7 separate regions of the Mus musculus genome follow, and all the other regions are linked to region 1. The links are chromatin contacts, called in public promoter capture Hi-C and targeted proximity ligation maps. All regions are on one chromosome and are shown on one strand. The core of a region is the stretch at or near the end of the contact, and the rest is flanking DNA. Distances in the headings are between cores, read along the strand shown.

Region 1 (4,397 bases), core at 1,028-3,527:
CCAAGTGCTGGGATTAAAGGCGTGCGCCACCACGCCCAGCTCACACGCACACTTTACACTCACATTCACACTCATATATTCACATATACTCATAACATACACTCACATACACAGACATTCACACACATGAACACTCTACACTCACACACATACATTCACATATACTCATACACTCACATACACAGACATTCACACACACATTAACACACTCATACACTTACACTCACGTACATACATTCACATCCATACACACACACTCATGTACATACACACACACACACACACTCTAGTGTGTCAGGAGTTAGTTCCTGGGATTGAACTTTGGATCTTGGTAATGCTAAGCAAGCAGGATGCTACTGAGCTACACCCCTCACCCTCTATTGCTTAAAAAAGTCAGTGCTGGAGAAATGGCTCCAGTATTCCTCTTCCGGATGACCTGAGATTGGTTCCCACATCGGGCAGTTAACAACTTCCTGTAATTCCAGGTCCAGGGGACACTGCTGGCCTCTGTGGACACCTGCACTCGGGTGTATATACCAACACACAGATACACATGTATATGCATCATTAAAAGTTAATTTTTTTATTTTTTCTTTTTTTTTTTTTAAAGATTTATTAATTTATTTCATGTATGTGAGTACATTGTTGCTGTCTTCAGACATACCAGAAGAGGGCATCCAATCCCCATTACAGATGGTTGTGAGTCACCATGTGGTTACTGGAAATTGAACTCAGGACCTCTGGAAGAGCAGTCATTGCTCTTAATTGCTGAGCCACCTCTCCAGCCCGTTAATTTTTTTTTCTTTTTTCTAATCAAGGCAATGGAAGCTGAGGAAATGTCTTATTGGGTAAACCGCTTGCTACACAGCATGAGGGTCTGGGTTCAGATTTCCAGCCCTAGCATAAAGGCCAGCTATAGTGGTGATGCAGGTTTGTAACCCTTAGAGGGCCAGGGAGGTGAAGACTGGCAGACCACTCTGGCACTCTGGCCACGCAATCTAGCTAAATTAGTAATTTCCAGCGACAAACCCTGTCTTAAAACATAAGGTGAATAGGTACACACGAATATACCACATACATTACCACTCAGACAGTTAAATGAAATGAAGCAGATTTTTTTTTTTAAACGTCAAGGCAGAGCGGAGCATGGTAGTGTACACCTTTCATCCCAGAGCCTAGGAGGCAGAAACAGGCGGATCTTTGTGAGTTCGAGGCCTCATCTACTTAGTGAGTTCCAGAACAGTCAGAGTTACACAATGTGAGACCCTGTCTCAAAATGACAAAACAAAAACAAACAAACAAACAAGATGGAAAGAGGTTGGGTAAGGGAAAGTTAAGGAAGACCTGGTTATTGCCGCTAGCGGTCTGGGCCAGGCACGGGAACCCTGGACACGCAACCCTTTCCCGTCTAGGCCCGCCTTGAGACGTGGGCAACGCGAAGTCCCGCCCATTCACCCCTTCCTGGGCGCTGGAGGCACCCAGACTCCGCCTCCAAGGCATGATCTCCGCTGGGGGCGGAGGCGGAAACTGGGTGGGGGACTTGGATGGGAAGAGGCTCGGGAAAGGGCTGGCACTGGGCCCTAGTGTCCTCCGCGCCCAAGTTCAAGCTTGCCCGCCTTCCCAGGGGCTTCCATTCATTTCGAGCCAAGAATACTGCTGCCCTCTCCCCCATACTACTGTAGTTTTGCGCTGGCACGGCTTGGGGAAGCAGTACCCCAAGTAAAGAGACCACCTGGAGGCCGTGGATGTGGATGCAGAGGGAATTGGACAATTAATTTGGACAATTAATTAAGTTGGACGAGGGTCTGGAAACCTTGGATGAAGTTTTAGGATCATCTAAGTGATGATGGTTTAACACTGGATAAAATTCTGAAAGGAGTAGAATTTGAAGCTCTGAGGATTAAATGCCTAGTAGGTTCTGGGAGGCGCAGAATCGGGTTACACGGAGGTGCGAATGCACAGCATGGGATTCCGGAGGCACAGGTTAGATAGGGTCTAGGTGGGCAGAATAACATTTTGAGTGAAGGCCCGGGGTCCTTAGGTGAGTTTGGGGGCCAAGCATCAAGGTCAGTGGCCTAAGGATCCAAACTTTGGGAAACTCTGGCTGGGCGTCCGCAGGCGACTCCAGGCAGCGCCGCGGGGGACCGGGTGGGGGCCTGTGGCCGGCCGGGGCGGAGAAGCCGGGGGGTCGGGGTCCCTCCCCCTGGCGCGGGCTCAGGAATCCGCCGAAGGGCGGGCGGAGGCGCCGGGGTGGGCCGCGGCCGGCGGGCGGGCGGGGGGCGCTTCCTGGGGCCGCGCGTCCAGTGAGCTGCGCGGTCCGTCCGTCCGTCCGCCCGCCCGCAGGCACTGCTGGAGTCGACGCGTGAGTGGCCTCCAGCGGAGGGAGGGCGCGGGCCGTTTGGCGGCCGAGTCGGTGCTGCGCGGAGCGGGGAGGCCTGCGCTTCACGACTCGCGGGGCGGGGGCGGGGCGGTCCGGGATTGCGGGCCTGGGCCATAGGCCTGCGAAAGGATTCTGTCCCCAGCCCTGGAAGGTTCCAGCCTCAGCACAGTCCTGAGACGAGACAGCTGGGACCCAGGCTCCCCTTCCAGATAGAGGGAATGGGGGGTGCTGTGGCAGAAACCCCTGACTTCTGCCCACCACCTCCCAGCCTCAGGATGCTCCCTTTTGCCTCCTGCCTCCCCGGGTCTTTGCTGCTCTGGGCGTTTCTGCTGTTGCTCTTGGGAGCAGCGTCCCCACAGGATCCCGAGGAGCCGGACAGCTACACGGTGGGGACCGTGGGGTCACCAGCTTGGGATGGGATGGGAAGGACAGTGAGATCAGGATCCTGGGGAGGCTGCTTCTGGGCAAGATTCTCCCCGGCTTGGTTGGTGGAAAGCTGGAGGCCATTGTGTGGAGCTGACCCGAGCATGACTCTGAACTCTGGCCCTGGTCTTGGCCTGGCTAGTTGGTGGAGACAGCCAGGGTGGTCACTGGCCACATCGGGTTCCCTTCCAGGAATGCACAGATGGCTATGAGTGGGATGCAGACAGCCAGCACTGCCGGGGTGAGTCTCTGTCTGGGGTACTAGCCATCTTCAGGAACTGGGAAGGGGGTTGTTGTTTCCCAGGGATACCTTACCTCCCAGAGCTGCTGCAGGAACTTGATGGCCCTTTTCCCTGTCCAGCTTGGTAGCCAGCCATGCTTCCCTTGTGCCACTCAGTTAGGAGCCCTGCCCCTTCAAGAAGCTGGACAAACGGCCTCTATCCTGCAGGAGGGAAGGGAGCACCTGGCTATTGCCCAGAGAGAAGGAAATACGCACACCTTCCCTGGACTGCACTGTACCTGCCTAGCCCAGCTCTTTATCCCAATGCAGCCTGGGAGAGCCGTGCATGCCCCGTGGGTCGGCAGGCCCGCAAAATTTCTCTTGGGCAAAGGTAGAGGCAGGGATTTGAGGAGGCAGGAGAATGGAGATACCAGTGTGAAACAGGGGGCCCCACTCCCAGTCCTGCCAATCCCTGGCAGGGCTTCTGGGTCAGCAGCCTTAGTTTGCCTAGCAGAGAGAAAGTCTTGCTCTGTTGCTCAGCTTAGAGAAGGCCAAGTTGGGCATCTGCCTCCCACTACCTCCAGGGCCAGCCCAGGTGACTGGCTGTGCCCAGCAGGCCCCTCTCTGCAGATGTCAACGAGTGCCTGACCATCCCGGAGGCTTGCAAGGGTGAGATGAAATGCATCAACCACTACGGGGGTTATTTGTGTCTGCCTCGCTCTGCTGCCGTCATCAGTGATCTCCATGGTGAAGGACCTCCACCGCCAGCGGCCCATGCTCAACAACCAAACCCTTGCCCGCAGGGCTACGAGCCTGATGAACAGGAGAGCTGTGTGGGTAAGCAAGGGCTGATCGGGTGTCTGGGCTTCCACGCGGTTTATGAGTTTTTTCCCCGAGACAGGGTTTCTCTGTGGAGCCCTGGCTGTCCTGGAACTCATAGACCAGGCTGGCCTCGAACTCAGAAATCTGCCTGCCTCTGCCTCCCGAGTGCTGGGATTATAGGCGTGTGTTACCATTCCTGACTTTTTTTTTTTTTAATTTTTAAACTAATTTTGTATTTACTGTACAAAGTAATGCGTTCCATCATGGTATCATCTCCTGGCACATGTCATTCTTGTTTGTTTTCATCTTCTAGTAGCACTTTTTGGTCCTCCCTAGTTTTTGTTGTTGTTGTTTTTGTTTTTTATTTATTTTTTTGTTTTCTTTTGGGGGCGATTTTGAGACAGTTTCTGGATTTGATCCCCACCATCACAAAAACAAGAGGATCTCTGTGGGTTCCAAGCTAGTTGTGGTCTGTGTGGTAGCAGACACTTGTAGTCCCACCAGTGGGGAGATGTGAGCAGGAAGACCTGAAGGTAAAGGGCACCCTCAACC
Region 2 (4,397 bases), core at 1,271-3,770, 940 kb after region 1:
TCAGCCCCCTCCTCCCCTCCCCCTCTCGAGGCTGTAATATCCGTTTCATGATTTGGGGGCTGAGTTGCTATAACAACAGACGGCGATTGTGTTGTGAAGAGCAGCTCGCTCCTGCTCTGCCAGCCTGCCTCCCGCTGCCTCCATCCCTGCAGCCTGGTCGGCTCCCCAGCCCACCCCCAGCCCCTCCTTGGCCTCTTCCCAGTGTGTGGTGCTGCCCGGTGTTCAGCTCTGCCTCATCTGGGATGTGACCTGTACCTGCCTTTCCACTGTCATTCAAATGTGTCAGAATTGAGTGTCTGGCCCTCACATGGTGTTTGCCTGAGCATATGTGTGTGGGACCTGCACCTACACTTGCCAGGGTTTCCCTCCCTGTTGGCTTGTGTACCTGCCTAGAAGGGTGTCTGCTCTATGCTGCTCCCCAATGCCACATTGGGTGTGAGCCTGTGTATTTGAGGGGTGTGTTTTGAAGTGGTGGGGCCCAGCTGCCATGAGGGATCTGAATCTCGGACCTTCCTTGTAGAGGAGAGGGACAGGGAGGTGTAGCAGGGAGGTGTAGCAGACTCCAGCGACCTTTCCTGCCCTTGATGGGAAAAGCTGAAGGTAGAGACAGAAGAGCGGTGTTCACCCTTGCCTCCCTTCCCACTCAGACTCCTGGGGTTTGAGCCTTGTCACTGGGTCACTGCACCTGCTTGTCTGTCCCTCTGCATTTTGGTGTTTGTACGTGTGAGTGTGGGTCCTGCAGGAGGAGGAACAGCAGATGATGGGTGGGGCAGTGGGCTGGGGGGGGGGTCAGAGAGGCCCTGACTCAGCAGTTCTTGTTCTGCTGCCTCTACTGGCCTTGGCAGCCAGTAGGGGACGTGTGGGGGGTGTGGTGGTAGTGGGGGCAGGGCTGCCTGAGGGTCTCTCCAAGGTCAGAGTAGGCCCCAAGTCTGGGACCTTGTTCAGGAATCTCCCTTTCCACTGCCTGGGAAATACCCATTGCAGCTAGGTCTTCTCCTATCCTCCTTCCAGGCTATCAAAGGAGGTCCTCTCTAAGGAGCGGTGGGGGGAGTGTCCACATTCATTAACTCAGGAATTGACTGCTCTGCAAAGTACCTACCGACGACCAGGGAGACTCCATGGGCAGGTCCCCTGTGAGTCACTTGGGTGTGTGTTTGCCCTTGAGTGTGCAGGTACCTGTGTATGCACAAGTATGCAGGTTATGGATCGAGTGTGTCCCCCCACCCCCCGTGGTGACTTACCATGGTGGGGCATCTCTGCAGTGTCCCTTTGTGTTTCTTGGAAACGCTGGGCACACATGAATAGGTGTGCATGGCTGTGTGCCCCCATGTGTATCTGCATACATTAGTGGTTGGACGTGTGTTCTTGCATATTGCCTCTGGCTAAGGAAATGCCAACTGCTACCAGCTGTGCAGATCACAGGCCCTGTAACAGAAATCAGGGGCCTGGAGAGAACTGGCAAAATGGTCTGCCACACACCCACGGCCACACCCACGCCGGCACACTGTCTCATTGAGAAGCCTTGTGTCCAACTTAGGTAATGGTATACACACCTAGGCGCTGGATCTACCTTTTCTCGGTGGAGTAAATGAAGAGGGGTGTTCCTTCCTCACACTCTGACACAAACACGGCGATGCAGACATTCTTACTGCAGAAGACTTGCACGCCAGGACCACACTCTGAAACTCACAGCTAAGGGTAGGAGCTCGAAGGGAAGATTCTACTAGATTTGTATTCAGTAACAGGGAGTGGGTAGCTTCCACCCCACCACTAGCCTTTTCCTACCCCAGAAAAGCCTTCCACAGGGGTGGAAAGCTGGTTCCAAACTCTGGGATTCCCATGAGTCTGGGCTGGGAAACCCCACTGTCTCTAGCTTAGAATCTTGCCAACCTCCAAGCTTCGTCCTTATCTCAGAAAAGCCCCTAGCTCTTCAGTTCCGGAGGCTTCCAGCTAGAGGATACAGAGACAGTGATTGGTAGGGTCTCTGCGAGCGACTGGAAAAGCCACTAGCAGTCCTGGGGTGGGAGAGGCTTCCTTGGCTCCGGGTAGCCCAGGCCAGCCCCCCCAGACTCAGCCAGCAGAGGGCGCTGTGGCCAAGGCCCTGCTCGGGTCCTGCTCTCTCGGTGCCTCAAGTCGGGGTTCAGTCCTCTCCTTTGGTTTGTCCCAGCCCTGGGCACTATCTTCGGGACCCGCCGGCAGGGGCGGGTGGGTGTGGGATCCAACAACCCAACCAAAGGTAGAAGGGGCTAGGGTACCTGGATTCCCAAGACCCCGAGCCTGGGGAGAGCACCTGCTGGGTTAAGAGGCCTGGACGTCCGGGCAAAGGTCCAGAGAGGTGGGAAAGGGCTCGGATGCCCTGGGGCCGGGACGCCTGGGTCCTCGCGGAGGAGGGAGGCGGGTCATGGAGCCGCGGGACTGGCGGCTTCTGCATCTTCGCATTGGCTGTGCCACTCGTCCGTCAGTGTTGCGTGGCCCAATGCGTGTGCTTGGGGGGCGGGTCCTGGTGCTGATGCTGCCGTCAGTCGGTGTTGCAGGGATGCGGCGGCGGGAGCAGCCGCCCTGACTCTCAGAGCATCCTCCTCGGAGCGGCACCGCGGCGGGGCGGGCGGGGACGCGGCGGGGACCAGGAGGCGCGAGGCAGCCGATATCGCTGGCCCAGGATCTGTTACCTGCCGTAGACCCAGCGGTCTCTAGGCTCGGATCCCTACCCTTCAGCTCCTGGCGCCCCCAAAACCAGGTATGGGGGGGGGGCTGCGGCGGAGACGGGTGGGGGGCGGGAGCCAATCGGGGGAGGGGAGCGGGTCGGAGGGGGCGGCGGATGCAGAAAGGACGGATTGGGGGGCGGGGGCGCCGAGCAGAGAGGGCTGGCTGGGTGACAGCGAGGAGGCGAAGCCGCTGGGGGAGGTTGGGGGACTCCCTGTGGAAGGGGCATTGGCCCTGAGCTGGGGCGAATGCAAGGTGGTGAGGGAGGGTCGATGGGGGAAGGGGGTCTGAAGGAGGGGCATCCATAGGGCTGTGAGAAGGGCTCTGAAATAGGGGTGGGGGGAGGTCCCAGTCTATGCTGGTCCTGGCAGCTGGAAGCAGTGATGGACCAGAGAAGCTGCGAGCTGTTGTGGTCTGAAGGGTCTGCAGGGGAGAAACACTGGTCTTAGTGGGAGAGGAGGCAGGCTGGAGAGAGGTTTGGGAAGTGGAGAGGGAGGTCTGGGGGCAACCACTGAAGAAAAGACTACTGGGGGATGGGAGCCAAGGGGAGAGGAGGTTATCAGGAGGGAGCAGAGGGGAAGATGCCAGGATGCTCTAGGCATAGATGAGTCTGTGACGGGGAAGAGCTGGACAAGATGGGGGGCCTGAGGGAGAGGAGAGAAGCTTGCTGGGGAGAGCTGGGGGGTGACAGAGAGGGAAACCGGTCGAAGGAGGCTCTGCTTGGCTGAGAATATACTTGAGGGCAGCGGTGGGGCTCTGGTCACAGAGTACTGGAAGGGTAGAGGAGTCTTCTGAGCCCTGGGCTTATCCCTCCACCTCAAAGAGGTGGGAACCATTTCTCATGCTCCAGCCTTCTCCCCCAGAGGGAGGAGCAGTCTGCCTGGGTTCTTTGGGATGGGGGTATGACCACAAGGACCCTGGGTGGGCTCCTGGAGGTGAAATTGGATTTGTGGGGGTTATTGGGCTGTTCCAGTTGCCTTTGCCGTCACCCCCTCTTGAGGCATCCAGGGCCTTAATGAACCGGCAGGGATGGGAGGGGTAGTTCCTTGGTGCTCCACAGCGAAAGGGTGCCCAGCTCCACAGTGCTCAAGAAAATCTGAGGGGGTGGGTCTTGGGTCTCCAGCCCCCTTGACTACTTCCGGCTTTCAAACACCCTCGTTCTTTGCACATATTGTGGGTGGGTGGGGTAGACAAGGACCTTCTAGTCATTCCTGCCCCTCCCTCTCGTCCACCTTCTCAGTGTCTGGGCGTTCCTTCTGGGGGAGAGCTTTACATCCTCTGTCTTCTGCTAGAAAAAGAGAGAGAAGGGAGCAGGAAGGAAAAAGAGAGGAGGGGAGGTCGGCTAGTCAGTTAACTACATGGAGGGCCTCCGGCTTTGTAGGTGCTTCAGCTACTCAGGTCCCAGCTTGCTACCCCAAACCTGGGGATGGCTCAGGGATGGATATGTCAGAGCCAGAGCAACTTTCGTCTGTAGCCTCAGGGAGTAGGGTCTGTGTCTGGGAGGCCCCTTACCTTTGCTAAGGGAAGTGTGCTCAGACTCTGTCCATCCTCAGCAGCACAGGGGTGGGCGGGACCGATCAGCTGGCAGTGCCTGCTGAGAAGCTGCTCCTTGGCTGAATCCACATGACAGCTGCTCCTGAGAGGAAGGGACAGGGCTCTAGAATAGCCACCGGGGACCTCCGTGTCTCTCCAGG
Region 3 (4,397 bases), core at 649-3,148, 730 kb after region 1:
CCAAAATTCCAAAGGCTTCAAACAGTATCCCTCTCTGTCACTGACTCCTCAAGTACTATCAGATCTGCTAGATCACTATGGTCCAAGTGGTAAAGCAGACTGCACAGCAGCCTGGACATGTTGAAGAGCCTTCTCCTTTTCTAGGCCCCACTCAAAGCTAGCAGCTTTTCTTTTTCTTTTTTTGTTTAAATATTATTGCCGGGCGTGGTGGCGCACGCCTTTAATCCCAGCACTCGGGAGGCAGAGGCGGGTGGATTTCTGATTTCGAGGCCAGCCTGGTCTACAAAGTGAGTTCCAGGACAGCCAGAGCTATAAAGAGAAACCCTGTCTCGAAAAACCAAAAAAAAAAAAAATATTATTTATTATACGTAAGTACACTGTAGCTGTCTTCAGACACCCCAGAAGAGGGCATCAGATCTCATTACGGATGGTTATGAGCCATCATGTGGTTGATGGGATTTGAACTCACGACCTTCAGAAGAGCAGTCGGCACTCTTAACCGCTGAGCCATCTCTCCAGCCTGCTAGCAGCTTTTCAAGTCGCTTGATATATTGGCTGGAGTAACACCCAAGTGAGGAACATGTCTTCAGAATCCAAACAGGCCCTCTAAACATGTTCCCTGCCCACCCCCTTGGCAGTAGGAAGAGCCAGGTACAATAACCTATCTTTCACTTTAGAAGGAATATCTATCTCTGCATGCCCTACACCACTGAAATCCCAAGAATTTGAGATAGAAGGCCTTTGAATTTTGGTTTGATTTATTTTCTATCCTCTGATGCGCATGTGTGTTACCAACAAGTCCAAAGTGGTTGCTACCACCTGCTCACTTGGTTCAATCAGCATAATGTCAGCAACGTAGTGGACCAATGTGATATTTTGTGAAAGATTCAGGTCATCAAGATCTTTTCTGAGTTACATCATTGGGCTCAAAAGTTAATAAAATGTTTGCAGTAAAACTGTAAAAGTATACTGCTGGCCTTGCCAACCAAAAGCAAATTACTTCTGGTGGTCCTTATGGACAGGCACTGAGAAAAGGGCATTTGCTAGATCAATAGCTGCATACCATGTACCAGGAGATGTGTTAATGTGTTCAAGTAAGGACACCGCATCTGCACACCAGCTGCAATTGGAGTCACTGCTTGGTTGAGTTTTCAATTGTCCACTCTCATTCTCCATGATCCATGTGTCTCTTGTACTGGCCAAACAGGAGAGTTAAAGGGAGATGTGGTGAGAGCCACCATCCTTCCTCCTCGATGGTTTCTACAATTCCTCCAGGAATACAATACTGCTTTTGATTCACCTTTTTCCCTGATAGAGGTAACTCTAAAGGCTTCCATTTAGCCTTTCCAACCATAGTAGATCACTCCATAGGTCAGGGAATCTAAGTATATCTGTCCCAGTTATACATTCTGAAACTGAGAAAATAACCACATGACGAGTATGGGAACTCACTGAACCTACTGTGAGCTAGACTTCAGCCAAATCACATGGCCCCCATAAACATGTAGTTTAACTGGAGGTCCGGACGTTTCTTAGAGTCTCCCAGAATCAGCATCAGTTCAGAACCAGTACCTATCAGACCCCAGAATATCTGATTGCTTCCCTTCCCCCAATGTATATACTACACTTTTAAAAGGCTGTGTGTCCCTCTGGGGAAGGACTAGAGAAAGGTTAACAGTAAAACTCAGGAATTTATCAAGGTCCTTCCACGGGGGAACCTGGTTGTGGTTTCATTTGAGGGATTCTGGGTCTGCAAACTGGCAGAAACTGGTTCACAGCCCGAGATTCCTTTTGCTACCATCCATTTGTTTGAGAATTTTTCCACTTACACAGATCAAACAAAACATGCAGTAGTAGGCTTCTTATCTATTTCATGCCTGGAAACCCCATGCTTGATTAGCCAGTACCAAAGGTCCATGTGAGTCATGCCACCAAAATCACTTTGTGCTGTGCTTATGGGTCCAGTCATTCTGGACAGTGTTTTTTCTGTGCTGCCCATTAGGCAATTCAGTGCTGCCTCAGGGCCCCTGCTACTTTGGGGCCCAAATAAATTCACTACATTCAATTCAACCAACTAGGCAGTAGCGTCTCCAACCCAAAGGTCTGACACAAGGAAAAGGGCAACAGCAAAGCTCTTCTGATGTGCTGGTGCCCATCTTACAGAATTAGTGAAGGGCTGCCTTTCTGGCCTTTCCACTGTGGACTATCAGCTTTTACACAGCATATCCACTTTAGCATTGTAGCCTCCCTATGCCATGAATCCCTTCATCAACATTAAGCCAAGGATATCAGGTATCCCCCAGCTCCTTTTCAGTAGGCCGTCTTTTGAGAAATATTTCAGCCAACCATTCAAGCAAAATCTTTGACATCTGTACAAGCTTACATATTAAACCCAGATTCTGCACTCAGTGGGCCTGTATCAATAAACTCAGCCTGATTCGGTTTTATGTTATCCTACACCCTTGAAATCTATTCCCACACATATTCTCCAGGCTTCGGCCTGGTTGAATTAGCAAACTCATTAAGCTCCTTAGTAGTGTAGTGAGTTTCCTCATGGACTACACTTTCTTTCTTTTCATTTTCTTTTACTTCTTTTCCTTTCTGGACAAGGTATCTCTGTGTAGCTTTGGCTGTCTTGGAACTCACTCTGTAGTTTAGGCTGGCCTCTAACTCACAGAGATCCTCCTGTCTCTGCCTCTCATGTGCTGGGATTGAAGGCTTATACCACCATGCCCAGCTTACACTTTTTACCACCCCTCTAAGAGCCTGCATAGCCTTGAGTCTGGTTGTAGGTCTAGAGACAACTATTGGTGGATCCTGAGGATCATTAGCAATGTCTAGCATTTCCTTCAGGAAAGTCACTGCTGATATAGCAGACAGTGAAGGTCGGATTTCCTCAGTCAGCAGTGGAAAAGGCAGTATTTCAGGGGGTGGGGATCCGAGTACATCTACTGCAGGTGGAGAGACTGTTCCTCAGGTGATTAAACTCTGGAATCTGAGGGTTCAAAGTTCTCAGTTTCAATAGGGTTCTCCCACACATAGCCATCTCAAATTATAGTATCCCATTCCCTAACCAGTAAGTGCCCTTAGCTTAACTGTTGATACCTTCCAAGCTAGGACCTGAATTTTTGCTGTAATTCAGCCAACTTCATAGGTAAGGCTTTTGTTTGATTTTCCACAACTGAGTTCTGTGGCTCCAGGGAAGAAGATACACTCACAGTTTTAATCCAGCAGAGACAGGAAGATCTCTGTGAGACTGAGGCCAGTCTGGTCTACAGAGTGAGTTCCAGGATGGCCAGGGCTACACAGAGAAACCCTGTCTCAAAAAAAAAAAAAACAAACAAACAAACAAACAAAAACTTACTCAAAAAAAATTAGAGAAACTCTGTCTCAAAAAACCATATATGTGTGTATATATGTATATAATTTATTAACTATATATAGTCTTATATATACATATATATATAAAATCTAAAAACTTTTAAACCATTACAGCAGAAATATAAGATCTTGCAAGTTTTACAGAGAAGACTTTGGGGGGCAACCTTGTACCAATTCTCAAACACACTGTGTAAGGTGAGCACTGGGTCAACCACAGACTGTAATATATCTTGTTTCAGATACTAGACAGGACTTGCTTTCTTATGGTACTTCTCTGTTTCCCTTCTAGAGGAGAAGAAATAGAGGATAAGGAAGTCATCGTCCAGGAGCTGGAGGTAGGAGGAAAATGAAGCAACTTCTGAAGAAATGATTTACTCCTGAAGTCAAGGATGAATCACACCCAAACTTCTTTTTGTTGGTGGTGGTAGTGGTTGTTTTGTTGAGACAGGGTTTCTCTGTGTAGCCCTGGCTGTCCTGGAACTCACTCTGTAGACCAGGCTGGCCTCCAACTCAGAAATCCGCCTGCCTCTAAGTGATGCGCTTAAAAGCATGGGCCAGCCGGATGGTAGTGGTGCACGCCTTTAATCCCAGCACTCGGGAGGCAGAGGCAGGCGGATTCCTGAGTTCGAGGCCAGCCTGGTCTACAAAGTGAGTTCCAAGACAGCCAAGGCTACACAGAGAAACCCTGTCTTAAAAACAAACAAACAAACAAAAAAACCATGTGCTACCACTGCCGAGCTTCATACCCAGACTTCTATTATTTCCTACAAACCGAGTCACAAGCCCCACCTGCTAAGTTGGTATCTCCATGCAAAGAAGCCACGATTTTTCCAGGAAAATTTAAAGCCCATGTCCTTTTTCAATTCTCACTAAAGTATGAGTGCCTTTGAGACCGGTTGTTGTTTCCACTGGGGTTCCCAGACAGGGCAGCTCTGTTGTGGCAGTTGGCACAAAGAAGCTTCCGGAGGACTGCTGCCTTCCAGGGCTCCAGGAATGCCACCACCCCAACCACCGCC
Region 4 (4,397 bases), core at 1,292-3,791, 660 kb before region 1:
ACTATGATTGTTTGTTCCTGTGAAATATTCCAGAGCTGGCCATCGATTTAAGATCAAGCTTCTGCACTTTTCAAGCCCTGGAAGCCTCAGCCCCTCCCACGAGGAGCAAGCTACTGATAGCATCAGAGCTGCTCTTCTACTCCACCTCCATCCTGAAAGCCTGTCACCCCAACTGAGGTACCGGCATCAGTAGAAGTACGTTCAAATCTCACCAAATCTCTTACAGCAAAGGATAGAGTCTGTGTCATATCAGCCTAGAGTGTAGTTCTGCTATAAATATGTTTTCAAAAGGAAAGAAATGCACAAACCTTCTCTCACAGAGAATCTAGTTCTACATCCCAACCACCACAGTCACTGACTGCCAGTCCCAAACAAATTCAAGCAAATTTCTGGCCTACCATCAGAGAAAAAGCTTATTGAACCATACAAATTCCAAAGGAGTCTGTCCCCCTCAGGTACTGAATTCTACTCCCACTCTACCATCCAGACTACCTAAGAACTACAAAAAAAAAACTAGATAGGTCAATTGAGACTCTCATAAAAACTCATACATCCCATGCATTTGCTGACCAAGTACCCAAACTGAGACCTTTCCCACTCGTTTACACTAAACAGAAGCAAAAACCCATAAATCACACAGCCTGCTTAAAGTTTGCAGTAAAGTCAGATTCCAGATATAACCTGAATTGAAGGAAACAGAATGCAGTATTAGACAGAACAAACATTTCGTTCCTATAAATGCACATCCTATGACCCTTCACCCCCCTCTTTGAAAAGACAAGGAATGGCCCAAAGTTGTGACTTTCCAGAACAGCAAATGAACCCTTGATGAGAATGAGCAAGCACCTATACCCACATGTAGTTCCTGTCCTCAAAATTCCTTACAAGGCACAAGCAGATATGAATCCAACAACAGCACAACTAGGGAATAAACAAGGCCTCACTCCCAGGGTGCACTGTTGAAAATGACAGGGCAAAGTTAACTCTCATCAGTGAAACCCACATCGGTCTGGGTGTCTCATAAAATCTTGCCAACATAAAAAAAGCAGGTATTTGAAAGATAAAGAGATAAAACCCCAACATATGAAAATCAACAGGGTCTGAAAAAGACATTTCCTCAAAGGAAATAGCAAACTAGCAAGCTGTCCTAAGAATTATTCAAGCAATAAAAAGTACTAACTAAATAAATGGTGTTAAAACCAAGTTTAATAGAAATCTCACACGCCCCTCTCAACACCCCCCCCCCCCCCAGCCAGAGTATTCCCCTTTGCAATCTCACCAAGCTAATAAACATCTGTGCCCGGAGGCACCAGCTTAGCAAGTAAAAGGCTAACGAGGGAGAGGCTTAATAGCCCCCTTTCACATGCAAAAATAACGCAGAAAACCGGGGCTTCCACTTGTTAAGTTGTAAAACCCAACACAAAGTGGAGGGTGGAGGAAAAGAATTAAAAAGCACAAAACCGCCAAGGCTAACCCATCGAATACTGAAAGGTCAAAGGGGTTCCGAAAAGGCCCCTCCCATGCCCACAAGCAGATTCATTCCAGACAATACTAAAAAAGCCCGAACCCGAGAAACCAAGGGCCCGCTACCTTCCGGGAAGCATCGGGAAGGAACGCCAGAGCGGCCTTGGGGCTTCAACCCAACCTTTTCCCTTTTCCCTCGATCTGACCAAATTCTGGAGAGGAAGTGGGGAAGTGGCGAACTCTTTTCACCGCTCCATAATCCGGTTGGTGCCCTTCCCTTTCCATTTCATTTTGGTGCCAGGCTCATGCAACCAGGAAAAGGCGCCTCCTCCCAACCCCGCACACTCGCAAATCTCTGGCGCGTCCCCAGCCCCGAGGCTTCGGCTTGCAGTGGCCACTGCACCCGCCCGGAACCGACTCCTCCCACTTGATGAATGTTGCTGGGACCGCAGGGGAGAAGGGTGGCTCTACCCAACTCGCCCCCAGCACCTTAGGCCCCGCTCCTGCACACTTCCCCATCATTCCCAACCCTGAGGACCAACCCCAGAGTGAGGGGCGTGGCTAAGAGGCAGAGAGCACCGCGCGTGTCCCCTCCCGAGCGCGCTCCCGCGTTACCTTTTACCACGTCACACTCGATGACGCGTCCACGGCGCTCGAAGAGGCTGCGCAATTCCTGACTTGTACATGCAGCCGATACATTGCCCACGAAAATCTTCCAAGTGTTCAGGGGCCTCGGGCGCGACATCTCCACCACGAGCGCGCGACCTGGACGCAGCTCGTGGCCATGCAGGGCCTCGATGGCGCGCACCGCGCCAGCGTTCTCGCGCATGTGCACGAAGGCAAACTGTTTCATGACGGCGCAGCTCATGACCGTGCCATAGGGCGCGAAGAGAGCTGCCAACTCCTCCGGTGTCGTATCCGCCCCATCGACATTGCCCACAAAAATCTTCATTTTGCCGCCGCAACCGCCTTCTCGGAGAGACAGGACCTCTCCTACAGCGACAGGCAAAACGTCCGAACGACCCGCAGTCCTCCACAGGAATGGCTGGCGACCGAGAACCCCGCCGCGCAGGCGCTCTAACCTAACCAATTGGAGGCGGCATCGCGCGCGGATAGCAGCCAATCAAACAGGTTGAGAGCAGATGTCCTTTGACGCAGCCAATCCCAGAGGGCCTGGAGCCCCTTGTTAACGGAGGGGGTGGAAAAAGCATAGAGGCGCGCGACCAACCGCCACCTTCGGGGGGAGGGGAAAGGAGGGCTGGGGACGGGGAAGCGCGCTCCGGCCGAGTCCGCAGAGGCCTAGTCAGAAGAGCTACCTCCGGCCAGGGTGTGGCGTCCCGGCGGGGCCCCAAGGAAAACTTTGTTCTTTAGGGAAGTCCGGGCTCCTCCGTTTGAGCTGCCGCAGCCAAACCCTGGGTGTTGTGATGGCAGCCTCAGCGTCTGCGGTAAGGCCGCGCCCGGAGGAGAAACCAGGACAAACCCCTTTTAGTCTGGGATTGGCCCCCGACACTATATGCTTGGAGTAGGAAGGGACTGTAACTCTTTCTTTGCAAGCACATTACTTGGGGTTGCTTGAGCTCTGGAGGATTTTGCAGACAGTGAATATTGAGCGTCTGTCTGTCTCAACCTGATGGAATTTCGAGAATTACGATGATGACCATTTATTGTATGCATGAAGTTTATCACAGTATTATGTTCCATAAAGTAGAAGATCAGTAATCCTGAGGAAGCCAAAAGTTGGATCTTAAAAATATATGAGGAGGGGGCCAGGAGTGGTGGGCACCCTTTTAATCCCAGCAACCAGGAAGCAAAATCGAAAGAAATTTGTTCGAGGCCAGCCTGGTCTACATAGTGAGATCCAGGATAGGCAAGGATATAGAGAGACCCTGTCTTTAAAAAAACAGCAAAAACTTAGAGGGGCTGCTCACTGGTAAGAGAGCTTGCTGCTTTTCCAGAAAACTTGAGTTCGATTCCCAGCACCAACATGAGGGCTTACAAACCAGCTAATTCCAGTTCCAAGAGAACTGGCCATTGCACATCTGTGGTACGCAGAGAAACAAGCAAAACACCCACACACATAAAATAACGTTAAATTTAAAAAAGGCTGGAGAGATGGCTCAGTGGTTAAGAGCACCGACTGCTCTTCCAAAGGTCCTGAGTTCAAATCCCAGCAACCACATGGTGGCTCACAACCATCCATAGTAAGATCTGTCGCCCTCTTCTGGTGCATCTGAAGACAGCTACAGTATACTTAGATATAATAATAAATAAATCTTTTAAAAAAATTTAAGCCATCCCTGTAATCCCAGCACTTGGGAGGCAGAGGCAGGCAGATTTCTGAGTTCGAGGCCAGCCTGGTCTACAGAGTGAGTTCCAGGACTGCACAGAGAAACCCTGTCTCAAAAACAAACAAACAAAACTAAAAAAATTTCAAAAGAACAGAACAAAGCAGCCCACTGCTGTACTCACAGCTTTAAGGGTCAGAAGTTGAAAGTCATCCCAAATTGCCTGGGATATGTGAGACCCTATGTCAAATAAACAAATAACCTTGGGGAGAGGTCTCTTGAGTCTTGGCGGCTTTCTTTTAATGTTTTGTGTGTATGAATGTTTGCCTGTATGTATTCATATACCACGTGCATGCAGTGCCTGCGGAAGCCAGAAGAGGGCGTCAGATCCTGATGTTAGTGAGCTGTCATATGGATGCTGCTGGGAGCTGTTTCTGTTCTTTTTTTTTTTTTTTTTTTTCCTTCGAGACAGGGTTTCTCTGTGTAGCCCAGGCTGTCCTGGAGCTCACTTTGTAGGCCAGGCTGGCCTCAAACTCAGAAATCTGCCTGCCTCTGCTTCCCGAGTGCCCACCACGCCCGGCTGCTCCTGTACTCTTAACTGCTAAGCCATCTCTCTATCCCTTTGTGGGTTTCTTGTTCATGTGAGCT
Region 5 (4,397 bases), core at 910-3,409, 640 kb before region 1:
TGGGATCCCTGTGTCTATCTTCTGAGGGCTGGGACCACAGGCGGTCTGTCTGCCACGCCAGTCTGGCATAGACACAGGTGCTGGCAATCTGAACTGGACTCTCACACTGATGCAGCTATCACTTCTACTGACTCAGCCATCTTCCTTGCCCCTGGCAAACACATGGTTCACAGACACAGGCACGCAAAACACCCGTACATATTAAATAAAACAGATTTTAAAAATAAACCTAAAAAAAAAAAATCATCCCAAGCCAGGCAGATGGCTTAACGGATGAACTTTTCGGGTTTGGTTCTGCTTTTTGGTTTGTTTGGGTTTTTTGTTTTTTGTTTCTTTTTGTGCTTTTTTAAAAAAATTATTAATTTTATGTATGTGAGTACATACACACCAGAGAGGGCATCAGATCCCACTACAGATGATTGCTGGAAATTGAACTCAGGACCTCTGGAAGAGCAGTTAGTGCTCTTAGTTGCTAAGTCATCTCTCCAGCCCTGGGTGAACTGTTCATGCTACACAAGACAGCTGGAAGCAGAGAACCAGCTCTGGAGTTGTTCTTGACCTCCACATGCACAAGCCCTCCTCCAAGCACATCATGCACACACTCACTAATAATAAATCAAATAATAGTTCCAGGTCAGGTGTGGTGGCGCACGCACGCACGCACAACTTTCATCTCAGCACTCGGGGGTAAAGGTAAGCAGATCTCTGTGAACTGCAGGCCAGCCTGGCCTACATAGTGAGTTCCAGGAAAGCCAGGGCTATGTGGAGAAAGACCTTATCTCAAAATAAAACAAAACAATCAGTCCCCTCAATCGTCCTCCTAAAACCCCACCTTTGCCTGTAAGCTTTTCTCCTCTTTCCTCTTACAATCCCCTGAAATTGAGTGGGCTCTCACTACAGGCTCAAGACTTGTATCAACTAATTCACTCCTCATGACAACACTGAGCTATGAACACTGTTCAAACACTGAAGAAACAGAAACACAGAAAATAAGCACGAAGCTGTACATCTGTGGAACTATACGCACTGGGGTTCCCCACCCCACCCCTGCCAGTGTCCTGGCTTCAGACTCTCATCTCCTTCTTTCCCTTTGCCACCATGGCTTCCCAAGGAAGTGTTCTAGGAGCGCTCCTTTGCCAAAGCTTATACGATCTTTACCTAAGCATAGGGGTAAACATTTTCCCTCAGAAACCCCCAGTGTCTAATCTATACTGGCTGAAAGGTTGAATGAACATTTAACAGAATCCAAAACAGCCAGTTTCTAGCGTCAGGAAAATGACTCTGCCTTTCATATCTTTCCTCTTCTGCCAGGTCACCCACCTGCAGACCTCCTGGCTTAAAGTCCCTGAATTGGGCCAGGGATGTTGTCTGCTTTCTCAGAACTGTTCTATTTCCCAAGCCAGACCTCAAATGCCCGCCCCCCTCCCCCTCTAGAATGCCCTTGGTAGGAAGTGCTCTATACTCTGGCTAGTTCCATGCTGTTCAGCAGCTGGACAGGCAGTTTGTACTAGAAGAAAGCTCTGGCTAGGCAAAGCTTGAGGCCTATACTCTAGGCTCTGCATCTCCCGGACTCTGAGAAACTTCCTTTCATTCTTTCTGCATCTATGCAACCGGAATACGGCTAAACACAAACCCCTGGCTGATCCCAGAAAGATTGTCTACTCTTACCTGCCACCCCTTTCAGGGTCTTGTGCACAGCATCCACACAGCTCTGACAACTCATCTGCACTGCAAACTCCAACTGTAAGGGAAGCAAGGCCAGGGCACATGTCAGACATGATCCTTACTCGCCACCTCATCCCCTATGTCTCTTTGCACACATTGCACTTGACTTCTCTTCAAATTCCTCCTTTATTATCTCATGAACATTCCAGGATCGCGGTCTTTACCACCAACCCCCCTCCCGTGAGGGGCATCTCCGTCCTAACCCCGGAATTTCACCTCCCCAGGAGCCTGTTCTTTCCTGGCTTCCCAAGATATTGATCACCCCAAGGGCTGAAGTTATGCGAGGCTCCACATGAAGCTTTCACTCACCGCACACACAGTCCCACCGTCCCCCGACTTCGAAGCCATCCTAGCTGTTGTCACTGCCTAGGCCGCACCGAACCGGTAGGGTCCAGAGACCAACACAACTCTACTTTGTGGGATGGGCGGAGTCTCGGAGGCCGCCCTTAGCTCCACCTCCTTGGCGCGTGCGCTCCCTAGGCTGAGGCCTCTGAGCTGTCCGGTAGTGCTACCGGCTGCGCAGGCGCATTGATGCAGTTTCCTTAGTAACCATTTGGCGTCCTCTACCCGCTCAGCCGGAACCACCTGGTAAAGATGGAACCACACAGTCAGGAACCTGACCTCAAGCCGATTTACCACCGGTTGCTGAGTCCGCTGTCGCTCTTCCCCAGCAAGGCGAAGCCTCCTCCAGAGCCTCCGAAGCGCCCCTCTCAAGATGCCACGCCCTTGCAATCCATCCCGCTGGCGAAGCTGAAAGTTGGGCCGCTGTGCCGCCAAGTGTCCAAGCGGCTAGCAAGCAGCGGGCGGGCGGCACGAGTAACTGCCAAGGACCGACTTCGTCTCACTGAGGTTATTCTAGAAGAGCTGAAGTGCAACTGGCGGGAACCTCCTATAGAACCCATTCTGGACTACGAAAACAACCAGAAGCTGCGGCAGCGGCTCGAGTCCTACGTGCTGATCAGTAGTGAGCAGCTCTTCGTACGCTACCTGCACCTGCTGGTGACCCTGCCGACCTCTAGAAGGGTCTTCACTGAATCAGCCACCCTCAGCCGGTTGGCAGTAAACCTTGCCAGGGATTGCACAGTTTTCCTCACCAGTCCTGATGTCTATCGCTGTCTGCTGGCTGATTTTCAGACCCTGCTAAATTTAAAGCACGCCCAGGGAGGCATAGTCAAATTGCGTCCTCCTCCCTGTCCCCCTGGGACTTTCAAGCTCTGTCCAATCCCCTGGCCTCACAGCACTGGCTTAGACCACATGCCGTGCTCTAGCCTCAACCTGAACTACCTTGTCCAACTCAGCCGCCCATATGATTTCCCCAGTGAGCCCGAACCTGATCCAGTGGAAGAGTTGAAATCCATCCCCCAGCTGAAGAGTAGACAGCAGCTCCTCTGGGTGCCCTCCATGATAAAGGATAAAGAAATTGAATCGAGACCCTCACCGATGGTACCACTGCCTAGTCATTCTCCCAGCAGTGAGAGTCACCAATTCCCCACCTCACCAGTCCATTCCTGGCTCCAAAGGGGCCAGTCCATGCCTTGTCTTCATGAGGGGTGGAGTCTGGCAGATGAGTTGTGCCTTCTTCCTCCCTCTCCTCATCCCCTCACCCCGCTGATCTTGGCTTCAGAGAGTAAACCACTGCCATTCCGGGACATAGTGGCTGAGGATCTGAAGCAGAAAATGAAGATCATGAGAATGGAGTGGAGTCGATACTCCCTGCTGGACTCTGGCCTGCCTCCCCTCCTCGGGGTCCTTACCCGGCGCCTAACTGCCCAGCACCACCTAGAGAAACTGCAGCAAATGATCAAAAGCCTGCAGGAGGAAGAAGCCTCCGGAAAGTGGGATCTCCAACCCCCGAGAATCATCCCACTACACCCACAGCCAGTCACTGTTGCTTTGAAGGTACATGATCAAGTTATAGTCCAGGTAGCTACTGTGCAACTCTCTGAAAGATACTTTAACGACTCTTTCCACGTTGAGGGGGCTGGAGTCCTATACAACCATCTGACTGGGGAACTGGATGGTAAAGCCATTGAAGAAATGGATGCGGATCGTCTTGTTGGGAACACCACCGGAGAGGTCTACAAGGAGTTGATGAGCCGAGTCTCTGTTAGTCACTTATCTTTTGAGGAAGGAGACCAAATTGAGCCTTCAGCAGATAAAGATTGGTCCTCCTACTTGGCCTCATCTTTTCTACACCAAGATAAACATATGCCAATCATCAACCGTAATCTGGTTGGATTTTACTCCAGAAGAACAAGCACTCCGAAGCCAGTCCCTGAGAAGGTGCCCTCTCTCACATTACTCCCAAGGCACAAAAGCTGGGACAAGCGACCAAACAGACACGGTGTATGGATGAATTGGCTGAAACCCTCGGTGTCTTCAGAGGACTACTTCAAGTACCTCTCCTTTCAGGAGTCGGATTTCCTCCACGTCATCTTCCAAATGTATGAAAAAGAGGCTCCTGTGGAGGTACCAGTCCCTGTCCAAGAGTACCTAGATATTCAGCAACCCCCTCCCCTGCTGCAAGATGAAGAGCTAGAGTTCATGCAAGGAAAATGGGATTGGAGCTCAGTGATAGAGGATGGCTCAGGACCTGGGAGAGCCTACATTCATAACTTGCAGCAGCGTCTCAAACGACTGTGGGTCATGTTGGAAGTCCCTGAACAGAATCG
Region 6 (4,397 bases), core at 615-3,114, 570 kb after region 1:
TTCCTGTTCAGTGGTCTCTTTGGTCGGCAGGGTGTTCTCCTGCGTCTCGGTTTTCTTCAGCTTGCCCTTATTGAAGCTGGCGATTTCCCCTATGTCCGGCTTGTCTGCCATTTTCTTACAACTCGTGGATTCTCCTTCCAAGCTTGCGCTCCAGGTGCTCCCACTCTCGTTGCTGCAGCAAGAGACCTTATTTTGTTTTTCGAGACAGGGTTTCTCTGTGTAGCCCTGGCTGTCCTAGAACTCACTCTGTAGACCAGGCTGGCCTCGAACTCAGAAATCCGCCTGCCTCTGCCTCCCGAGTGCTGGGATTAAAGGTAGGCGCCACCACGCCCAGCTTTTTTTTTTTTAGATAGGATCTCACTCTATAGCTGTACGCTGGCCTCAGATTTATGATGCTCTTCCTGCCTCAGTCTCCCAATTTTCTGGGATTGTAGGAGTGGGCCACTATGCTCTGCTCACTACATGATTTCAGAGGTTGAGTAGACCTGAACTGAAGACCAGACAAGGGAGCCCTCCCTCGACATCTTGGGGCCAGGGAAGTTGAAGCCATAGGATCAGAGGAAATGTGGCAAGAAAAAAGGCCAACATGGACACAGAACTTAAATAAAAACAGACAGAGGAAGTAAGACAGATATATACCTGGGGGAGAGGAGGGATTGCCACAAAATGTAGGAGATTTTCAAGAATGGGGGAGGATGAGTGTGTAGGGTTAAAGGTAGCCAGTAGAAGTTCATAGCTAGCCTTATGGAGGAAGGAAAGGGGAGCCATCTCGGGATGTTAACTGTTAAAGACAACAGGTGGTGGTGAAGATGGCTGAGACCAAGAGCACAGGGCTGAGGGGCAGACAGGCACTGACACTGCTACCCTTTAATACAGTTCCTCCTGTTGTGATCCCCAACCATAATTACTTCGTTGCTACTTCATAACTGTAATTTTGCTAGTTATGAATTGTAAGTAAACGTCTGATATGCAGGATATCTCATTTGTGACCCCTGTGTAACGGTTTGATTCCCAAAGGGCTTACGACTCACAGGTTGAGAGCCAGCCACTGCCTTAAAGTCGTCTAGAATCAGTTTTCTTTCTTTTTTGACAGACAAGATGTTTAATTCCGTTGTACTGAAGGAAAGCCATTTTATGTATTTTTCTTAAGTGCTCTATCAGTAATGACAATTCTGAAAGCCCCTGTGTTATATTTTAACAACACAGTCACCTCCGGTTCTGTATTCACTGTCCGTGTTGTGACTCCCACAGTATAAATTCCTCCAGTTGATCTTCATGAATTCTTATATTTGATCCCCCCCCCCCTTAGGCCTCTGAATTCCGAGTGAGTCCGAGTTAAAAATGGGAGGAGCACCCTCTAGCTGATAAACCTGGGTAATGAGGTGTCCGCTTTCAGTTTCCATTCTGTACGCGACTATACTGCTTGTGTGAGCCCTAACAGACAGAATCAGCTCAGAACAAAGGGTCTGGCTATCTCCCAGGGATGAACACGCACGCCGACTGAGCTTTTGGGGTGTTGAAAAGTCAACGCCTTCGCACAGAACTCTCCACCCCAACCTAGAAATAACTGGCGTTCTGTTTTATGTCAGTCCGGACACGCAAGCACTGCTCCTTTTGCGGGCCCCGTAAGCATCCCCCCAGGCGGGATAGGGATCCCCGGCCTATGGACTGCGCTTTCTCAGCTGGCATCCAGCTGCCTTGGCACCCAGTCCGGGGCCACTCTGCCTACAGACCCTAGCAACCACTCACCTGCTTTTCTTTCCCTATAGGCCAGAAATTTTTCCTTTCTTTTCTCATTGGTCCGCGTAACTTTATCGCAACCAATCGGCGGTAGCCACGGGAACAAACTCACTCCTACACAACCTGCGTTGGGGGGAGGTAACCTGGGAAGACCTATATCTGTTTTCTGCACCGCTATTTTTTTCCGAGAAGCACTTAACTTCTTACCGTGTCGTAGCTATCCCTGGAATGAGGCGCTTACACATTTTATTTCTTTCATGCCTGACATAAAGTCTGGCCCTTGCTCGCTCCTGCCCCCCGTCCAAATGGCTCGGCCCGCGGAACGCCCCATCTTCCAGGCACATTGAGAGCCGGAGTCTTGGAGGAGTTTAGGGTGGTGATTCTACAACGGCGACTAGCAAGTGGCGGGCTTCAGCCCTTTCCCGCTGCTCTCCTGGTCGCGACCACACGTCACAGCTCTCGCTCGTTCCGGTTGCTCGCGCACGGGCCCCAGAAGCGCAGGCGAGATCGGAGCGCGCAAAGAGAACTTGGTACGGTCCACTCCGCCGCGCCCCGCGCCGCCGGAAGTGAGGTGTCTTACCCCCGAAGTTCCGGTTCGCAGGGGGTGGGGAGTGTTGTTAACCGGAGCGGCTGCCGCAGTCGCGGTGATTGAGCGTGCTCGCGGCGCTGGGCTCCTGGTGAGTGGGCCTGGTCCTGATTGGGGTTGGGGGGTCGGCGTCTAGGACCTTGTCCTTTGGGGTCACTGCGATCAGCCCGCCCCGCTGCGTTCGGCCGCCAGTTTTCGGCCTGTCAGATGGCTGGAGACCTTAGGCGGCGGCGCGGCCACCGTTCCAGAGGCCGGGCCCCGCCTGCGAGGTTCGCAACTCCTAGCGTTCACAGGTGCGCGACTGTGAGGCGACCTGACTGGTTCTCAGCCCCGCCGCCGCACCCTGGCGGTCGGCCGTTTCTCCGGTTCTCAGAGTGGACACTGCTGGGGGCGGGGGGGGGGGCAGGGTTCCAGACTGACGTACCCCGATGGGCGCGCGTCTGCGCTGACCACCCTGGCACAGCTGTCACTGGTTGTGTCGCCTTCTCAAGCTGTGCCCTCTGCACCTTGCCTCCTCCACCCCTGGCGGGCCCAGCGAACCTGCCTCTAAAGCCTATCATCCCAGCTCCTTCAGAGGGTCAGCGGTGGCAGCCCCCCTCCTCCTAACTTTGCCTCAGTGACTCCCTAGAGGAGGCGCCTTGGCAGACAGCGTGGAAGAGCCCTAGATTTGAAACGAGATTGATCCAAGTTCTAGGCCTTGCATCAGTGTGAGCCTCTAACCCCTTTGAGTCCTAGTTTCTCGTTTGTGAAACAGGGAGTATATGCTGTTTTGAATCTAATGGCTGTCAAGGTGAAATGAGTGTTTGCCCTTACACTCTGCCAGGGACTGTGCTAGGTTTACATAGTGTGGATATCACAAATGTCATTTTCCTTGTGCAGGTCTCTGGGCCAGGGCGATGTTCCGCACCGCAGTGATGATGGCGGCCAGCCTGGCGCTAACCGGGGCAGTGGTGGCTCATGCCTACTACCTCAAACACCAGTTCTACCCCACTGTAGTGTATTTGACCAAGTCCAGCCCCAGCATGGCAGTGAGTTCAGGGCTCAGGGAAGAAGGAATGCCCGGGGAGGGAAGGAGGGGCAGAAGTGGGGCTACATGTCATAGAAGTAGGAGAGAAATAGCCCTGGGCCGCCTGACTTGGAATTATCTATGACAGTCTTGGGGACCTGTCAGAATGATTAGCCCCAGGCAGGGGAAAGCAGAAAATAACCTCAAACCACGACCTTTCCTCACCCCCAGGTCCTGTACATCCAGGCCTTTGTCCTTGTCTTCCTCTTGGGCAAGGTGATGGGCAAGGTGTTCTTCGGGCAGCTGAGGGCAGCAGAGATGGAGGTAATATGTTGGTGGCCCCAAAGGACAGGGTTCAGAGGAGGGTACCCAAATGATTGGTTTTCATATCATCCACTTCTCACCCCACAGCACCTTCTGGAACGGTCCTGGTACGCTGTTACTGAGACTTGTTTGGCCTTCACCGTTTTTCGGGATGACTTCAGCCCTCGCTTTGTGGCGCTCTTTACGCTGCTCCTCTTCCTCAAATGTTTCCATTGGTTGGCTGAAGACCGTGTGGACTTTGTGAGTTGGGAGTGGCTGATGGGCATGCCAGTGGATTGGGGTATGGGGCAACCCCAACCATCTTGATGGTGTCCCTCTCTGCCTCAGATGGAACGCAGCCCCAACATCTCCTGGCTCTTCCACTGCCGCATCGTCTGTAAGTGAGACTCATTGAAGAGGTGGGGGTGACTTGAGGGAAAAGAGGCCACTGAGGAGTAGACTGAAAAGTCAAAACCTATGAGCCACTACCCAGAGCCCTGGCTGCCCCTCCATCCACAGCTGCACAGGAAAGATAATTTAAGAAGTTAATTTGCATAGTCTCTACTCTGTTCCACTCCAGGGCTTCTTAACTGCCTGGGCACTCAGCTCTCTGCCTTCTCCCCTGGGCCTGGGTTGCCCCAACACCCTGCCTGGGCAAAAGTAGTTCCCAGAGGATTCGGCTTAGGTGTACACATTTAAGTAGATGGTGGGGCCAATCGCCATGGGGTGGGATTGTCGTGGAGCAGGAAGTGATTGTCAGGC
Region 7 (4,397 bases), core at 1,053-3,552, 540 kb after region 1:
GGGTAGGGAAAAGGGTGACAGAGCTGTCTTGGTTGGGGCACTCAGCATAGAATAATAGCTGCCATTTCTTCTGGCGTGGGCAGAGTGAGGTAGTGGGACCAAATTAGGCAGAAGGAAGGAACACAGAGACCCCCTTCAGGCATGACTGGGATCATCATGGTAGAAAAGGCCTCAACCAAGACTTTTGGGGTGTGACTCTCAACACTAGCTCCTGGAGAATTCACTAATGTAACTTGAAACGTGGGCCCTGTCAGAAACATCAGGGAATGGTGTTTAAACGCCATGTCTGTCTTTTCCTCTACACTCTGTCAGGTTTGCCAAGTCTGGGAAACTGGGAAAAGGGTGAACTGACAGGTGAAGATGGGGAAACTGAGGCTGGGGCAAAAAGCCAAAGCACTTCTTCCACACTTTCTCTGCTAAGCACAACCTTACCTAGGAGAGCTGCAAGCTGAAAATACCTGCTTGACCATTCACACATGACTGACCAGAGGTGGCACAGAGAGGCCAAATACCTTCCAGAGGGAGGGCTGCCCTCGAAGGGCATGGCCCCGGCCATCTCAGCTTCACAGTGCTGTGGGCCATCCTTTCCCATCTCCCTAAAGTCAGCTATTCCTCTGGCCCAGGGAGGGTGCAGGGACCTTCACCTGGAAATGAAAGATGCCAGCGTAGCCATCCTGAAAGCTCTGGCCGTAGGGAACCACTCGGTGCAGAATAGTCTCGTTGAGGGTGAGGGAGGCAATGGCAGCCAGGAGCCAACAGTCCCCTGGAATAGGAAAGACCCTCATCAGGCTTGCTTTCCGGATCTGCCCAGGGGAGGGAGGTGCTGTGTATGTGGGATGCCGGGGGCCACCAGGGATTCCCTGGGTGGGGTACCCTTCATCTCCCCTCCGCTTACAGAAAAGACCCAGGAATCTGGGCGAACCAGCACCTATGCTGATAGTCAAAACCTGTCTGGACCTGCAGGAGGGAGGAGTTGGGGCAGTGCCCAATGGAACGGGAACGGAGAACTACAATGGGGCAAACGCCCAGAACCCCACCCCTGGGGGCCTACCCAGTGCTCCCTGGCAGATGTCTGTCCGGGTGGCTCCATCCACGATGAACTGGGGGTTTGACATCAGTTCCTACAAGACCCACGGTCATGTTCCTGGGCCAGTCCCTCCTAGAAACTGGTACCCAGACACCACGAATAATGGGGGGGCCCAGTCCCATTGCCCACCACCATCAGAACCAAGTTCCACCCAGAGTGGCCCTCTTACCGTAGGCCGCTTCCATTTGATGCCATAGGTTTTAGAGGAATGAGGACCCAGTTCCTTGAAGCCCAGGCTATGAGAAACCGGAGGGAAGGCCTCGTCTTGGAAGAGGACCCCACTCTGCAGGCATCTTGCCCGAAGCGTTTCATAATCCTGGCCCAGGTACTTGATGGCGTTTTCATGGCGGCCCAAGCCCAGCTCCTTGTCCCGCTTCTTCTGTACTTGGGCTGACACCCCGGTGCAGTACACAGGGGTGATTAACTCCTCTGTCATCCTGGGGAACACATGGGCCTGGTAGAGATGCAGGCCTTCCCAGGGATAAAACACAACTGCCTGCCGACATTCTCCTGGACTCATTCCTCCCCAAACATGGGTCACTGCTCCCTTTACAGTGCCTGGGACTCTCAGCCACCTTGTTGTTAGGCTCTCAGAATCTGGAAAGGGGTGTCCAGTTTCTAGGTATCCTGGTCACCACCTCTCTTTTCCCTATTCTTACCGCCCAGAGGTGACAGTTTGGTATCAGCCATCCAGGCAGGTAGGATAGGGTGGAGGCCAGCCACAGCAGCAGAGCAGAGGTACTCCAGGTACGATCCCTGACACCATTTGCCTGCCTGTAACTTCCCCTCCACAAAGCTGCCAAGCATCTAGTTCATTTGCCCCTTTCCTCGGCTTAGGAACTGAAAACTCCACGCACTGATGCCTTTCCACAAGCTGAACATCAGAGCACTGGACACTGGCCCAGCTACAGCGGACAGGTTGAGCTGAGCGCCTGGGTTGAGCTGCTTCCGGACCCTTAACCCTCAGGCAAACACACAGAAGACCTGAAGCAGGGGCTGATCAGCGACAGCCCCCTAACCCCAGAAGCAGTGGCCTGGGTCAAACAGTCGTAGTCTGGACACCCAACTTCTTACCTGGGGAAGGGGAGTTTGGGAGATTGCTGCGGTCCCTGGGGCTGGCTTCCTTGGTGGCAGCTCAGGGCAGGGCCCAACCAGGAAGAGCGCTCCTCCCTGCCCTCCTCCCTGCCCTCCTCCCCGCCCTCCTCCACCGCCCCTCGGCCCTGGTCCCTCCCTCCCTGGTCCTCCACCTACGCCCGAGGCTCTTACCCCGCTCCCTCTAGGCTCTCCCTTATCTCCCCCGCAACACTTTTTTACTATCTCTTACTTAGGGTGTCTTTCAGTCCCCTCCCCCCGCCCCCTTCCTCTGCAGACTCTAAGCCAGCTCTGCGAGAGGACAAATTGGTAAATGGCAGAGTTGTCTCCCGGGAGGAGCCGGTCGCCGGTCCGGGTGAGAAGGGTTGGACTGGGACAGAAGGGCACCGCCGGCCAGAGAGAGGGTAGGGCAAGGGGTATTTTTAACTAGGGCCGCAGCTCGAGTTGCAGAGCCGCCGGCCCCACCCTATGTCGCCCTCCGGGAAGGTACTGGGGACGATCCGGCTCAGTGACGCCGCCAACACAGTCCTCCACCCGCCTCCTGCGCCCCCGCGTGCCTCTGGGTTGCAGCTGTCTTCCAGCCCAGCCGGCGCTCGGCGAAGCAGGGATTACCTCTGGTGGCTGCAACTGCTTGCTGGAGCTGCCCCTGGCTGGATGAGAGCTGACTTCTGCCGGACGCTAGACAAACGGTAGCCCCACCCCGGCCGGTCCCTGCCGCAGACCCGCTGTAGGGCTGAGCCAGCTCCCCACCCCCTCACCTTAGGGCGCAGGCCTGCAGAGCTAGCACTCCGCCCTAGCGGTCTTTGCGCACACCCTGCATGGCCTTAGGTAAATCCGTGCCTCGATTTCCCCAACCGTGCAGAAAAAAAAGAGGGACAATGGCCTTAGCCAATCTTTGTGTAGCATTCTGGCCTTCTCTTTCAAGTAATTGGTCTGCGCACCTGGGATCAGCTCCCTTGTGGGGGTTACCTGACCCGGGAGAGGGCAGCAGAGGCCCGGAACACCAGGGCAGGCTCACACAGGACCTGCAGATCCCCCTGGGCGCACTACAAGAGTTTGGAGCATCAAGGATGCAGAGGGATTGGAGCGGTCCCAAGGCTCTTCACAGTTATAGAGGTCACAGCATGGCCGATCAAGCTACATAAGATGGACAAGCATTCATTGAATAGATGGTGCTTTTCTTGGGATTCTAGGCACCTCGACACTCCAAAAGTTAAGAGCTGACTGCGTCTAACTTTCGCACCTGGGCGTTATGCTCAGCTGGGCATGAGCTGATGAAGACGCCTCTGCCTTCATGGTTAATGGAGAGGAAGGGTTGGTCCACACACTTTCCCCGACTGAAGCCTCATCTAATGCAGGTGTCAGTAAAGGCAGGAACTTTGGCAAGGGTGGGGAGATGCGCGTGGCCGGGGGCGGGGGAGAGGTAGGGTGGTGCCTGAAGAAAGCCTAGGCAGGTAGAGGACATGAGGTGTAGCGGGTGTTGCTTACTCCGGGGAGAAAAGAGGGGAGAGTGGCAGGGTTAGGCAGATTCAGGGGTTCAGATTTTTGTTGTTTTATTTATGTGTGCACATGCATGCAAGTAAGCACAAGAGGGCAGAAGAGGGTTTCAGACCCTCACAAGCTGGAGTTACAGGCAATCAAAGAGCTGCCTGATGTGAAGGCTGCGAACTGAACCCAGCACCTCTAGAGGAGCAGCAAGCCCTCTAGAACTGCCAAGCTATTTCGCCAGCTCTTCCCTCCCTGACATAAGGTCTCACGTAGCCTAGGCCGACTTTGAACTGTATGTAGCTGAGACTGGCCTTCAGCTCCGGATCCTCCTGCCGCCACCTCTCAACTGCTGTGATTACAGAATTTACCACTAAGCCCTGCTAGTTTAGATGTCATTCTATTGGAGGTGGCTCAGAATTGTACAAGCAAAGGAGGTTAAATAAGGGTGGGCTGAAGGGGTCAAGAGACATGGGCAGCCCGATCAAAGAATGTTGTAGCAGGACAGTGGTGGCACAGGCCTTTAATGGCAGTACTCTGGAGGCAGAGACAGACTGATCTCTGTGAATTTGAAGCCAGCCTGGTCTACAGAGAGAGTTCCAGGACTGCAAAGGGGGCTACACAGAGAAACCCTGTCTTGAAAAACCAAAATAAATAAATAAATAAATAAATATTTAAAATCCAGGGACAGAAAAGGATGGCTCAAGTCAAAAAGGTGGCAGGTGTCCCTTTT

Evidence for each region. Promoter capture Hi-C pulls out the DNA fragments that hold promoters and counts their contacts.
Region 2: a contact with region 1 is called in a promoter capture Hi-C map of embryonic stem cells, with 4 times the contacts expected there. A contact is called at or near these places in 4 of 39 promoter capture datasets (embryonic stem cells, hippocampal neurons, liver and 1 more), 1 of 130 datasets of targeted methods (pancreatic cancer cells) and 1 of 9 other capture datasets (liver).
Region 3: a contact with region 1 is called in a targeted proximity ligation map of pancreatic cancer cells. A contact is called at or near these places in 5 of 39 promoter capture datasets (the SN4741 cell line, liver, neutrophils and 1 more), 2 of 130 datasets of targeted methods (bone marrow-derived macrophages and pancreatic cancer cells) and 2 of 9 other capture datasets (adipose tissue and liver).
Region 4: a contact with region 1 is called in a promoter capture Hi-C map of the SN4741 cell line, with 2.7 times the contacts expected there. A contact is called at or near these places in 4 of 39 promoter capture datasets (the SN4741 cell line, fetal liver, neural stem cells and 1 more) and 1 of 130 datasets of targeted methods (pancreatic cancer cells).
Region 5: a contact with region 1 is called in a promoter capture Hi-C map of fetal liver, with 2.5 times the contacts expected there. A contact is called at or near these places in 2 of 39 promoter capture datasets (erythroid cells and fetal liver).
Region 6: a contact with region 1 is called in a promoter capture Hi-C map of hippocampal neurons, with 4 times the contacts expected there. A contact is called at or near these places in 4 of 39 promoter capture datasets (the SN4741 cell line, hippocampal neurons, macrophages and 1 more), 2 of 484 Hi-C or Micro-C datasets (CD4 T cells and embryonic stem cells), 5 of 130 datasets of targeted methods (bone marrow-derived macrophages, embryonic stem cells, large pre-B cells and 1 more) and 3 of 9 other capture datasets (adipose tissue, embryonic stem cells and liver).
Region 7: a promoter capture Hi-C map of liver shows a contact between it and region 1, with 4 times the contacts expected there. A contact is called at or near these places in 3 of 39 promoter capture datasets (liver and pre-B cells), 1 of 130 datasets of targeted methods (pancreatic cancer cells) and 2 of 9 other capture datasets (adipose tissue and liver).

What each region holds. Positions count from the first base shown.
Region 1 is chr19:5,472,413-5,476,809 of GRCm38.p6, forward strand. Efemp2 (epidermal growth factor-containing fibulin-like extracellular matrix protein 2) reads left to right here and starts at 2,278. Exons shown (of 11, transcript NM_021474.3): 1 at 2,278-2,362; 2 at 2,649-2,766; 3 at 2,996-3,044; 4 at 3,654-3,860. The coding sequence starts at 2,656.
Region 2 is chr19:6,416,236-6,420,632 of GRCm38.p6, forward strand. It overlaps Nrxn2 (neurexin II), which reads left to right and starts at 2,521. Exons shown (of 23, transcript NM_001205234.2): 1 at 2,521-2,737. It overlaps Gm14965 (a long non-coding RNA gene), which reads right to left and starts at 2,527. Exons shown (of 3, transcript XR_879495.2): 1 at 2,256-2,527; 2 at 1,242-1,425.
Region 3 is chr19:6,202,548-6,206,944 of GRCm38.p6, forward strand. Majin (membrane anchored junction protein) reads left to right here. Exons shown (of 11, transcript NM_001165919.2): 3 at 3,671-3,716. Among named protein-coding and RNA genes, the nearest start is that of Majin, 20 kb to the left of the region's middle.
Region 4 is chr19:4,809,093-4,813,489 of GRCm38.p6, forward strand. Rbm14 (RNA binding motif protein 14) reads right to left here and starts at 2,542. Exons shown (of 3, transcript NM_019869.3): 1 at 2,080-2,542. The coding sequence starts at 2,416. Gm21992 (predicted gene 21992) reads right to left here and starts at 2,507. Exons shown (of 3, transcript NR_157185.1): 1 at 2,080-2,507.
Region 5 is chr19:4,837,163-4,841,559 of GRCm38.p6, forward strand. It overlaps Ccs (copper chaperone for superoxide dismutase), which reads right to left and starts at 2,160. Exons shown (of 8, transcript NM_016892.3): 1 at 2,035-2,160; 2 at 1,669-1,741. The coding sequence starts at 2,073. It overlaps Ccdc87 (coiled-coil domain containing 87), which reads left to right and starts at 2,204. Exons shown (of 1, transcript NM_207268.3): 1 at 2,204-4,397. The coding sequence starts at 2,320.
Region 6 is chr19:6,044,712-6,049,108 of GRCm38.p6, forward strand. Syvn1 (synovial apoptosis inhibitor 1, synoviolin) reads left to right here and starts at 1,865. Exons shown (of 16, transcript NM_028769.5): 1 at 1,865-2,417; 2 at 3,206-3,354; 3 at 3,564-3,656; 4 at 3,744-3,896; 5 at 3,984-4,032. The coding sequence starts at 3,223. It also overlaps the pseudogene Gm8034.
Region 7 is chr19:6,012,945-6,017,341 of GRCm38.p6, forward strand. Capn1 (calpain 1) reads right to left here and starts at 2,303. Exons shown (of 22, transcript NM_007600.3): 1 at 2,162-2,303; 2 at 1,257-1,524; 3 at 1,052-1,121; 4 at 645-763. The coding sequence starts at 1,523. Gm10814 (predicted gene 10814) reads left to right here. Exons shown (of 5, transcript NR_045783.1): 2 at 1,285-1,412; 3 at 1,925-2,868; 4 at 3,373-3,539.